Linked DNA regions of Rattus norvegicus: region 2 is linked to region 1. Evidence: chromatin contacts called from public Hi-C data. All regions are on one chromosome and are shown on one strand. Each heading gives the region's core, a stretch centred on a gene start, on an enhancer-like site or on the middle of the called end of the contact. The rest is flanking DNA. Distances are from core to core; before and after follow the strand shown. Region 1 has its middle 7.7 kb from the start of Ptgr1. Region 2 overlaps Susd1 (sushi domain containing 1).

Region 1 (5,503 bases), core at 877-3,376:
AGGTTATAGTCTCCTCTCTCTAAGAGAATTGTTACACTTGTGTATTTTATGTGTGTTAAGGTCAGAGGACAACCTGCAGGAGTCAGTTCTCTCCTTACACCCATGGTTCACAGGGGTCCAACCCAGGCTGACAGGCTTGGCAGTGAGCACCTTTATCCTCTGAGCCACCTCAGCAGTCCCTGGCTTCCCTTTTGGGTGTGAAATAGGGAAATCCAGGTTCTCTTAGAGTTGTTAATTTCCTCCTTTGATGCCTTAGATCAGCCAATACCCATTTCTTAAGAAACTTTGTCTTTGACTCCATATGACTCTTTTTTTTTCTTAAGTGAAGTGTGGCCCATTCTTTCAGAGGTGGGAAATACTCCGTTTTATTGTGTAGAGCCCCTTGACTCCATGCAGAATCAAAACCAATTCTTGCTTTGTCAAGACTGTCTAAATTCTATTAAACATCAGCAAGTCCACTCATGACCTGAAGGGCTGAGTGTGCTTAGTGGGCTCTAAGCATAAGTCTCTGTGTCGATGATCCTGGGCTGGCACTGGGTAGACAGCCGAGACAGAGCAAGTTAACAATGACAAAGTATAGAGAGGTCTGAGGAGGAGCGGGGAAGTGGGGAAGGACTCACAGGATTGGCATTTAAGCTAAAAGCCCAAAAGGTAACAAACCAATCAGGCAAAGAGAACAGATATTCTGGGCAGGACAATGTGCTCAAGATCCTGCCGTTTCAGAGACTTCAAGTGTCTGATGACGTAAAAACCATCATAGCTCGAGTGAAGTGGCGGAGTCGGGGCGAGATGTGGCGACTGAAATCAGCTGGGGTGCTGTGAAAACACTCCCCAGTGGTGAGTATCCAAGAGGCAGAAGGACATAAGCTGCTTAAGGAAGGAAGTCGCCTGACTTGGTTTGCGGTTTAAACATTCGTCATTGTGCTCCAGCTACCAGATGGAGAAAAAGATGAAGCAGAGGTAGATGCAGGCGGACGAGATGCGTTATTTGAGAAAATGATGGTGGCTTGGACCGCACAATGGCATGGGGAAAACAAATGCACCAATAGAGGATCTGGAGGAGAGACAGCAGTCCTTGACAATGATCTGACTATAGTGCTGAGAGGGAAAAATCACAAACTAACTGGAGAGGGAGCTTTTCAACATTAATACCAGGATCTCATGATGCTACCCATGTTCCAGGGTCCTTCTAAATAAACTTTATTACAGCCTGTGAACTTCATAATCACAATTGGGCACTGTCCCTCCATGTATTCCCCATGAAGGAAAAAAATGCTCACTCTAAATGTCCCCCCAAATCCCTAAAAACATCTATTTATATCTCTAAGCCATGTGATGGCTTCTAATGGCAAGGGAAATTGGTTAGCACACTGCTACTGCTACAGCACCGGGATTCTCACTAACAAGGAAGCAAGCAAGAATGCATCTGCCTTCGGCTTAAATCAGAAACCCAGGTGAGAGAATGTCAAGTTGGAGACAACAGACAAATCTATCAGGAAGACCCTTGAGCATGTGAATTCATGGAACTTGGAAGAGAGGGTAAGCCAATTTAAATGGGGGAAGTTTCCGTATATAGGTAGTTTTTTGTGTTTTGTTTTTCAAACATAAAACATTCTGGTTAATCCCAAAGGGATGGGTTATGCAAGAGAGAAAGAATAATGAAAGTAGCTCAGTGAAGTTAGAAGATTAAGACAGTCCTTTCGGGAGAGCTCTTTTCCAGAGAGCTGGGAGAGCTCCTTTCGGGAGAGCTCTTTTCCAGAGAGCTGGGAGAGCTCCTTTCGGGAGAGCTCTTTTCCAGAGAGCTGGGAGAGCTCCTTTCGGGAGAGCTCTTTTCCAGAGAGCTGGGAGAGCTCCTTTCGGGAGAGCTCTTTTCCAGAGAGCTGGGAGAGCTCCTTTCGGGAGAGCTCTTTTCAGGAGAGCTGCTTGCTGTTATCAGTGGCAGAAAGGTGAACAGGAATGCAAAGACGTTTGTCGTCTCGATCACTAAAAGATGAGATTTTTGATCCATGGCTTTGATGTGCTCAGGAAACACAAGGTCAGCTGCTGAGAGCAGAAGTGAAAGTTGAACCCAGGACAGCCCAGTGTGAGAAAGCAGGTTGAGCAATTCTCGAGTGCCCCTGTGCTGTTGTGACCAGAGGAACACCTGTCAGTCTAGGCTGTGTGGTTTGCTCCAAAACTATTCAGATGTCCACAGTGTGGAGGAGGGAACCCGTGGAGGAGGGGAGGTGTGGAGAGGAGGTGTTGAGGAGCAGTGGTGTGGAGAAGCTAGAGGCTCCTTCATTTCTGCTTCGGGGTGTCAGAGGATGGCAGAAGGGGGGTAGTGGGGGAGCAGAGGTGGGGGTGGGAGGGGGAAGCTAATATCACCTCCTTAGGAGTACTTACATCTGAACTAAACCAAACCACACAGCTCCTTCACTCTTACCGTGCTAATCAGCAGACAGAAAGGAAAACACCTCATACATTGTAACAGTTGAGCTTTATGATGTCCGCTAGGCCAACTCCCAACAGCCGCTGTCCCCAGTGCCTGGCAGGGGAAGGGAGGCTGTTAGCATCACCAACCTTGCAGTTCTGGCTCCAGCCAAACCCAGTCTGGGACAGGGGGACTCACCGAGGAGCCTTCCAGACAGATCAAAGAACGTTAGATTAATTTGACAAGTCACCGTCCTAAGCCAAGTTTTTAGCAGGTTTCATTAGCAGAAAAATCTCCCTTCTGCTCCTTACAAACAGAACCTGGAGGGCCAACACGACAGGGTGTATGAGGCGGAGGATTGACCTTTGACTAGAGAAGGTGAGGGGATGCGAAGGCTAGGGTTTGTGATGAAGTTTGCCATCAGAGATGGACCAGGAGATAGCACCAATGCGGGTTCAGAGGCCACCCAGGGATTGGACCTGGAAGATACTTTGTACCTTGAAGATAATTATTCAAAGTGACTGGAAGATAAGGGCACACAAGGCCATTTAACTTAAACACACATATACCTCACACCCAGGTCACAAAGCAGGATCAACATTTCCCTGTAAGCTTAAATTTTTCAAAACCTACTTTTAATATGGGTTCTCAATCGTTTTAACCTCCCTTCTAGCCCACCACCCACCAGAGGTAGTTATTAGAATATGGAGGAGTGGACCGATTTAGAAATTGTTCTTTGGAGCAAATCCCTTCTGGGTTGCCAGGAACTCAGCAGTTCAGTTGACAGGATTCAGCAGGGGCTTGATCCACTCAGAATATTTCACAAATATTCCAGCTCAGTAGTGTCCAGTTCAGTAGTGTCCGGATAGCAAACACAAATCACAGGGGTGGCACAACCTAGCAGAAACAGCCAGGCCTCAGCTGAAGTGGCAGGAATCAGCAGGAGCGATTAGGGCCAGCAGGGACTCCAGTAGTTTTCTGTCATGCCTCTCTTAAGGAAGCAAAGATCAGCGAAGACAGCAGACAAAGGAGTGTTGCAAAGCTAACCATGCAAACACTTCTCCGTCACTGTTCCTTGGGTCCTGTTTATACCTCCTCCAAACATACAACGTGTCCACTGGTCTCACCTCACCACGTCTTGCCTCAGTGCCTGAGTCCGTATCATCTGACATCACTCTACCAATCAACCTGAGTCCTTGGAAGCAGCCAGAAGCCGCCAGAACACCACTGGAATTGTTTTTGGTGTTTCTCTACGGAGTCAGGACAAACAGAGCTCAGCTACACATGGGTATCATTATCATCACATGTCCTCTCACACACTCGCTGAGCAAAACATGCTTTCCTTCACCTGTGTCTGCTTCAGGAAAACACCGCTTCACATGCTTGCCCCAGCAAAACACCATCCGACACAAGTGACTTTCCAAAGAACCCTTAAGTGTCCGTTTCCCTGTCTCCCCCTCCTGTGATATAAGAATCTATATGTCCTCAAATACACTGAAACCCTAACATTGAATCATAGAGGCATTTCTTAGGGGATTGGTCTTGAGGGTGGAGCCCTCATGGTTGGGATTGGTGCCCTCAAAAATCTACCCAGTAGTTTGGCTCTGAGGCCATTCATAGTTTGCCAGTTGCCCTAATCCACAGTCTATGTTCAGACCCTAGCAGCTCTTTCAGCCATGACTGTTTTGGCTAACTAACCCCAGGCTTCTCTCCTATAGTAACTTGGGGTCATCTGTTGTCACGATTCTTTTGCCCTCTTGTTCTAGAACAGTCCCTAAATCTTTCTCTGTCTCCCTTGGCCTTAATGCTTTGAAAGACCAAAACATATACTTGTTGTTCTGTAGGGTTTGAACGTGAGTTTGTCTGCTCTCTCCTCAAGTTCCAACCCCAAGCTATGCACTTCTGTGAGGATACTGTGAATTATTGGATTATTACTCTCTGGAGACCGACTATCGGAAAGCACAAGATAACACCTATTTATCTCATATTACCAGTGGGACTTGGGCCACTTCTCTGCCAAGACTTTCCCACTGTAAAATTACCTTTGTCCCCTTAATAAATAACTGGTAAAGGGGTGTGTCAGTATTCACTGGACAAATACATCACTCCCCACCAGCCTTTCACTTACACCTTCCCGCTCAAGCTTCTTCCTGAGTCAGTTTTTTTTTCTTTTTTTCTTTTCTGAAACAGGGTCTCTCTGTGTAGTCCTGGCTGTCCTGGAAGTTGGTCTGCAGACCAGTTGACCTTGGACTCACAGAGATCCACCTGCCTCTGCCTCTCAAATACTAGGTTTAAAGGCACGCACGCACCACCACCACCACCACCACCACCACCACCACCACCACCACCACCACCACCTAACATTACCTGAATCAATTATTACTATAATAGTCACAAAATCGTGCCATTCCAATCCTATCCTCCTGGCTACCATCTGTGCTTTAGGGAGATCATTTCCTTACATGGGGATTAGTGAAATTATAATTTATAGATTAGCATGTCTTACTGTTGGGTTATGTGGGCACTGACTGCTTGCTCTGATGTTCAGTCTTTTTTTTTTTTTTTTTTTTTTTTTTTTTTTTTTTTGGTTCTTTTTTTGGAGCTGAGGAATCGAACCCAGGGCCTTGTGCTTGCTAGGCAAGCGCTCTACCACTGAGCTAAATCCCCAACCCTTGATGTTCAGTCTTATATTTGGTCAGTGGAAGCTCCCAGAAAGCAGCTGTGTCCTCTTGACAGACACATTCCTTTCTTTCTGCCATGCCCCCCCCCACACCCCCCATTACTTGCCACAGGCTTCCTTACTGATAACGATGTTTCGGGTTCCTCTTGGCTTTTTAGGGTCCCAGCCCAAGTGGGGCAGTAAGAGTGCCTACTGGAGAGTTACATGAACTAGGCAAGGGATAGAATGCTGGGAGAACTCGGAAGGGAAAACCAGAGAGACACTCCTCATACCCTCAACTGATTCTCATGAGAGAAATTGCCCTGCTCACAGAAACTTCCAGAAATCCTGTAAGCGTGACCTTCCTTCAGTTTGCTATTTCCTACATGAGGAGTCTGCTTTACCATGGGGTTGGGAGGTCCAATGCCCAGGGC
Region 2 (5,503 bases), core at 1,178-3,677, 360 kb before region 1:
TCGGTCCCCAACTCCGAAAAAATGAAAAAAGGAAAAAAAAAAGATGTGCATCTGATCCAGGCACACCAGTTCAATGGTCCTCCTGTGTCACCTGGCCCCTGTCAGTTTCTTGGCTGTAATGTTTTCAGTGACCGGCTTTATCCTTTGCTCCTCGTTGTCTTGACATACATATTTCTTCATTCCTAATTTCAAAACTCGCCTCAAGGCAAAACTGAATTATATTTGAAACCTTCAGCTATTTAAAGCCTTTTCCCCAGAAGCTTTCGATTTAAATATATTTTTAAAAAGCCTTTTTAAGAACATAAGAACCAGAGTGCCCAGTGTGTCACTGAAAAGAGTCTCATAATGAGATTGGAGGGGTGGCTCTATAACTTCTTCCCCAGGGAGGCTGCACCGAATCCTTAGCCACATTCAAGAGTGTGAATCCATCCCCAGTTGTCTCCATCGACAGTGAGGATGATTGCCAGAAGACGAGGTCCTCGGTTCCAGTGGGTTTGTAGGTCCCCTTTTCCTATTGCATTTGGTCACCACAGTTGCTAAGAGAGACACCGCATCCAGAGAGACAAAATATTATTATACCAGAGCTCCTTACAGTTCATTGTCTACTCATGGTGTAAGCTTTCTGAGGTCTTTTGGAAACCCCCAGAAATGATGTCTAGAGCCACTCCTATATGTGTGACCCATGCCAGTCCTCTGAACATTGGAGATATGTGGCTGAATTATGAGACGTAAGAGATAGGGTTAGGGTTGGGGTTCGATGGTAAAGCACTAGCCAAGCATGTATGGGGCCATGAGTTTAATCCCTAGCAACACAAAACATAAATACACACACTTGCAAAAACTAGATGGGACTTTAAAGATTTTCAAATTAGGGTATGAAGAGTCTGAGAGTCAGAGGGTTTTAGCATCTGCAGTATATTGTTTAAAATGATGCCCCATGTCTCCTACTTACATGGGCCTCTCTGTCTCCCTTCCAGGTGAGAAGATACTCCTGTGCTGTCATGGCTGAGGTAAAAGGTAAGGCTATGTTCTCTCTACGCACGCTGTCTTTCTTCTTCCATGTTCAGTCTGCGGCACCAATCTTACATTGAGGACTTGCTTTATATTGTCACAAGTGGTGACAGATACACAAATTCAGGTATCTTCAGAGAAATATAGACATTCTCAGGCCATAGGGTATGGTATATTCGAGTCATTACTGAAGAGATGTGAGCTCACGAAATTATGTAACCAGCCACAAAGGGGACCACCTTGCTGTCAGCCTCCCATCTCTCCTGTGACAATGTCAGTCGGCCCTATTGTTTTTCTCCTGTAACCATAAGAGAGGAGAGAAGAGCCCTAGACACCCAGTGAGTAACTTCAGTGAGGACAACGTTTTACAGTTCAGAAGAGTTCTTCCTCCTAACTTGGGTGGCTTTCCATTGGCTGAGTCACCCTGGATTTGAGATAGGATCAGTCGATGTTGGTGTTGTGTAGGTTGTGTGGCTTGTTGGGGACAGAGCAGTCATTCCACCAGAGTGGCACTGAGAGAAGGGAAAGTTTCTAATCAAGATTAAGAGCACTGGAAAGCTTAGTTGCAGAGCATAAGAAGAGCTATAGAAACCTGCTGTTTGGCTGTACACTGTGTTATACCCACACATGCACTCAGTCACATACCAATAATGACAATTGAGTCTAGTGGTGGACCACAAATCTAGGGGAAGGCACAAAAGAGTGCATTTCCTAGAGCACAAATCTAGGGGAAGGCACAAAAGAGTGCATTTCCTAGAGCGTGGCGTGGACCGTATATGGTTGAATCCCAGTACTTAGAGGCAAAGGTCGGAGGACAGTGAGTACCAGCCTAGGATCCATAATAAGACTCTGCCTAAAACAGGATGAGGGGAATTTGTGTCAGCTAGAGACGTGCTACTTACGTTATTTTGTTTAAGAACGTTCTGTGATGTGTGCACAATGAGGAATTACACACTGACACATTTCTCAGAGTTGTCCCCACTATTAATGATGCATAATTCTATTAATGAAAACAATTTATGTACGGAATAGAACTATCCTACATCTAGGGGGAAAAATAAAACAACCCCACCCCCACCAAGGAATGTTGGAAAAGAACAGAGTTCAAAGGTTGGTTGCTGTGTCCAGCTCCAAGGCCGGGAATCCAGGGGTTGTATATTTTTCTTGATCTGATCCAGATGTGTAACTCTGATACATGGAAGATGTAATCATTCTCAGACTTTAGTATATGACACCAAATGGCAAAAATCAGTGCCCTTGACAGCAGCCACACACACACACACCCTGAGGAGGTAAAGCCCTGGCTGCCCTGGCAGACTTGGGTCTTCCAGGTAGGACAGTTCTCCTTCCATTGGCTCCAGACCTGGCTCTGGCTGAGGAGGCATTTTGAAACTTCCCCTTCCAAGAACAGAGTTTTCAAAGCTCTGGGAAGCTGCCTCAGGATTGAGTAATCCCTGATCTTTGTTTGTCAGGCTTCCCTAGCTGGATGTTTGCTTAAAAACAGTGGGCAGCCAGCCAGTCGAATTGATTCCCAGGGATTCCATTAGTTTGTGGCTAATTCCAGAAATCTTGTTAAGTTTATAACCTTTGAGAATGGTCCTATTCCTGGCTATTCCGAGGAATGCTGCCCTCGGCCCACACGTGTCCTCTAACTCCCTCCACTCCATCCCTACTTCTGAGCACAGCCACAGGAGACCTCTGTAGCGGTGAGGCAGCGTGACCTCTTCCAGGGTTGCGGTGGACAGACTTTACAGTGGGTGCTCTGTTGTAGAGGGGACATAGCAGGGAACATGGAGGAGGGGCTCAGGGAGTGAGGCTTCTGTCTGTCTGTCTGCCTCTCGCCTCACCTTACTTTCCGTCTTCTTCTTCTTTTTTTTAATCTCTACTCAAACTCTCTTCAACGAGGGTAGAGAGCTGATTCTGGAGCTGGGCCAGGCGAGTTATCTGGCCGCTTATATCTTAGATCGCCCTCTTAACAGAGATGTGTGCTGTGGCCAAGTTCTTTTCTGAAGCAGCTTAATGAAGGGTTCGGGGAAACGAGCATACACACCCAGCATCCAGGGCATGCCCTGAAGCTCCAGGGACAGAATAGAGTGCTCACAGGGAAAATATAGTTGCAAATAAGATCTGCACACTCTCAGACATAGGCAACAGCTTCTGGAATCTACCCTATCTGGAAACTATGATTGGGAGAGATGCAAAGCAGGCGGAAGAAACAGAGGAGGCTGTAGTCGGTCTTCTGTGATGAATAGGAAGGATTTTGAGAATATCTGAATGGCTTTTTCCCCCCTTTTTTTCTTTATTAACTTGAGTATTTCTTATTTACATTTCGAATGTTATTCCCTTTCCTGGTTTCTGGACCAACATCCCTCTAACCCCTCCCCCTCCCCTTCTTTATGGGTGTTCCCCTCCCCATCCTCCCCCCATTGCAGCCCTCCCCCCAACAATTACGTTCACTTGGGGTTCAGTCTTGGCAGGACCAAGGGCTTCCCCTTCCACTGGTGCTCTTACTAGGCCATTCACTGCTACCTATGAGGTTGGAGTCCAGGGTCAGTCCATGTATAGTCTTTGGGTAGTGGCTTAGACCCTGGAAGCTCTGGTTGGTTGGCATTGTTGTTCATATGGGGTCTCGAGCCCCTTCAAGCTCTTCCAGTTCTTTCTCTGGTTCCTTCAACGGGGATCCCGTTCTCGGTTCAGTGGTTTGCTGCTGGCATTCGCCTATGTATTTGCTGTATTCTGGCTGTGTCTCTCAGGAGAGATCTACATCCGGTTCCTGTCGGCCTGCACTTCTTTGTTTCATCCATCTTTTCTAATTGGGTGGCTGTATATGTATGGACCACATGTGGGGCAGGCTCTGAATGGGTGTTCCTTCTGCCTCTGTTTTAATCTTTGCCTCCCTATTCCCTGCCAAGGGTACTGAATGGCTTTTCTAATTGTCCCTCTCTCCGCACCCTTCATTGAAGAATCATTACTGAGAACCTTTAATCCTAACACTCGGGAGGCATAGGTCAGTCTCTGAGTTTGAGGTCAGCCTGTTTTACAGAGTGAGTTGCAGCCACCAGCAGCCAATGCTCCGAGGTTGTCTCGGAAACCCAAATAATGACCATAATGACGACAACAAAGAGAAAACAAACAAACAGTGAAGACTCCTATGCTGGCTAGTTTAAAGCAAACTCAACACAGGCAAGGAGGGGCCTTCGTTGAGGAAATGCCCCATAAGATGAAGCTGCGTTCAAGCCCGTGTTGCATTTTCTTAATTAGTGGTTGATAAAGAGGGTTGGCCCATGGTGGCTAGTGCCATCTCTGGACAAGTGGTCCTGGGCGGAGAGCAAGCCAGTAAGCAGCACACGCCCGTGGCCCAACTCCCGTCTCCAGGTTCTTATTCTGTTTGAGTTCTTGTCCTGACTTCCCTCAGTGATGGACCGCAATGTGGAAGTATAAGCCAGATAAACCGATTCCTCCCCAGCTTCCTTTTTGGTCATGGCATTGCACACAGCAATAGAAACCCTAGCCAGGACAACTCGCATTAGGTAATTTGGAGGAGTGTGATGCAAGCCCATCCCCCAATCATTTCGGATCCTTGACTCACAGCATTCATCTGGCCCAGTATGGAGTATTGTGTTTACCTTTTCACAGTGCCACCACTGAGAAAGCTTGACAGTCAGGGAATTGTCCTTGATGTCAAATGCAGAGGCCTGAGCATCCTCACCTCCGTCAAGCTCCTGATCAGACAGTGTCTTTAAAATGGTTTTTAACTTGGCTAGTCCTCAGCCACCTCTGCCTGGGCTGAGATTCCTTCCAGCCACAAAGTACTGTGAGTCTGTGATCTCTTGAGTCAAGCTATAATCAGGGAACATTCTTCAGGCAGAGGGATGAAACCCAAGGCATTGGTGACGCCTCACTTCTCTTTCAGCCTGCGTGCCGCATACCTTTCATTTCTCTCCGTGCAGAGCTCAGGCCTTCATCCCTGTAGCAGAGGAAGGTGGCAGAGCCTCCCGGTTCATCTCCCATCACACAAGTTCAGGTTTCCCCTCTTTATCCCAGCTTGTGGCCACCTGAACTGCACCCGAACTGCACTGCTCAGTCTAGTGTTTCCGTTGGTAGCTCTTCTAAGGTTTCCCGTTGCTTCCAGCCTTCTGCCTGACACCTCTGACACCAGCACAGCTACTGATGATGTCTCTCATTCTTTCTCATTCCTACGGGTATCCTAGCTACGCTGTCTCTCTCCTTAATGCCTTCGCTCACACAGTGACTTGACCCGAATGCCCGGTCAGCTCCCTGTAAGGGGCTGCTTGCTGCAGTCTACCCGTTCAAGATGGAAACTTAGCATCCTCTTCCCGAAGCCTTTCCGAGCTCCTCGTGGTCACCCCTCTGTCTCCTTTTCTTTAGCTATTCTCCCACCCTGTGAAGCGGCTGATAATTATTTTTTTCTGTGAGGTTTCAAGCATTTGGGGAGAATATTGATAAAAAACAAACTGGACCATTGCTGGCA

The links. Hi-C and Micro-C count contacts between places; a contact is called where the count stands out from the background.
Region 2: a contact with region 1 is called in a Hi-C map of liver, with 4 times the contacts expected there. The contact joins two enhancer-like sites. A contact is called at or near these places in 5 of 12 Hi-C or Micro-C datasets (the Rat2 cell line, frontal cortex, kidney and 1 more).

What each region holds. Positions count from the first base shown.
Region 1 is chr5:78,602,639-78,608,141 of GRCr8, reverse strand. No RefSeq gene overlaps it. Among named protein-coding and RNA genes, the nearest start is that of Ptgr1, 7.7 kb to the right of the region's middle. Within about 2 kb of position 2,126, at least 5 of the 93 cell types and tissues checked have an H3K27ac peak or open chromatin away from gene starts, as enhancers often do. A contact at or near this core is called in liver, where this site is marked.
Region 2 is chr5:78,959,390-78,964,892 of GRCr8, reverse strand. Susd1 (sushi domain containing 1) reads left to right here. Exons shown (of 15, transcript NM_001427255.1): 13 at 978-1,017. Among named protein-coding and RNA genes, the nearest start is that of Susd1, 110 kb to the left of the region's middle. Within about 2 kb of position 2,427, at least 8 of the 93 cell types and tissues checked have an H3K27ac peak or open chromatin away from gene starts, as enhancers often do. A contact at or near this core is called in liver, where this site is marked.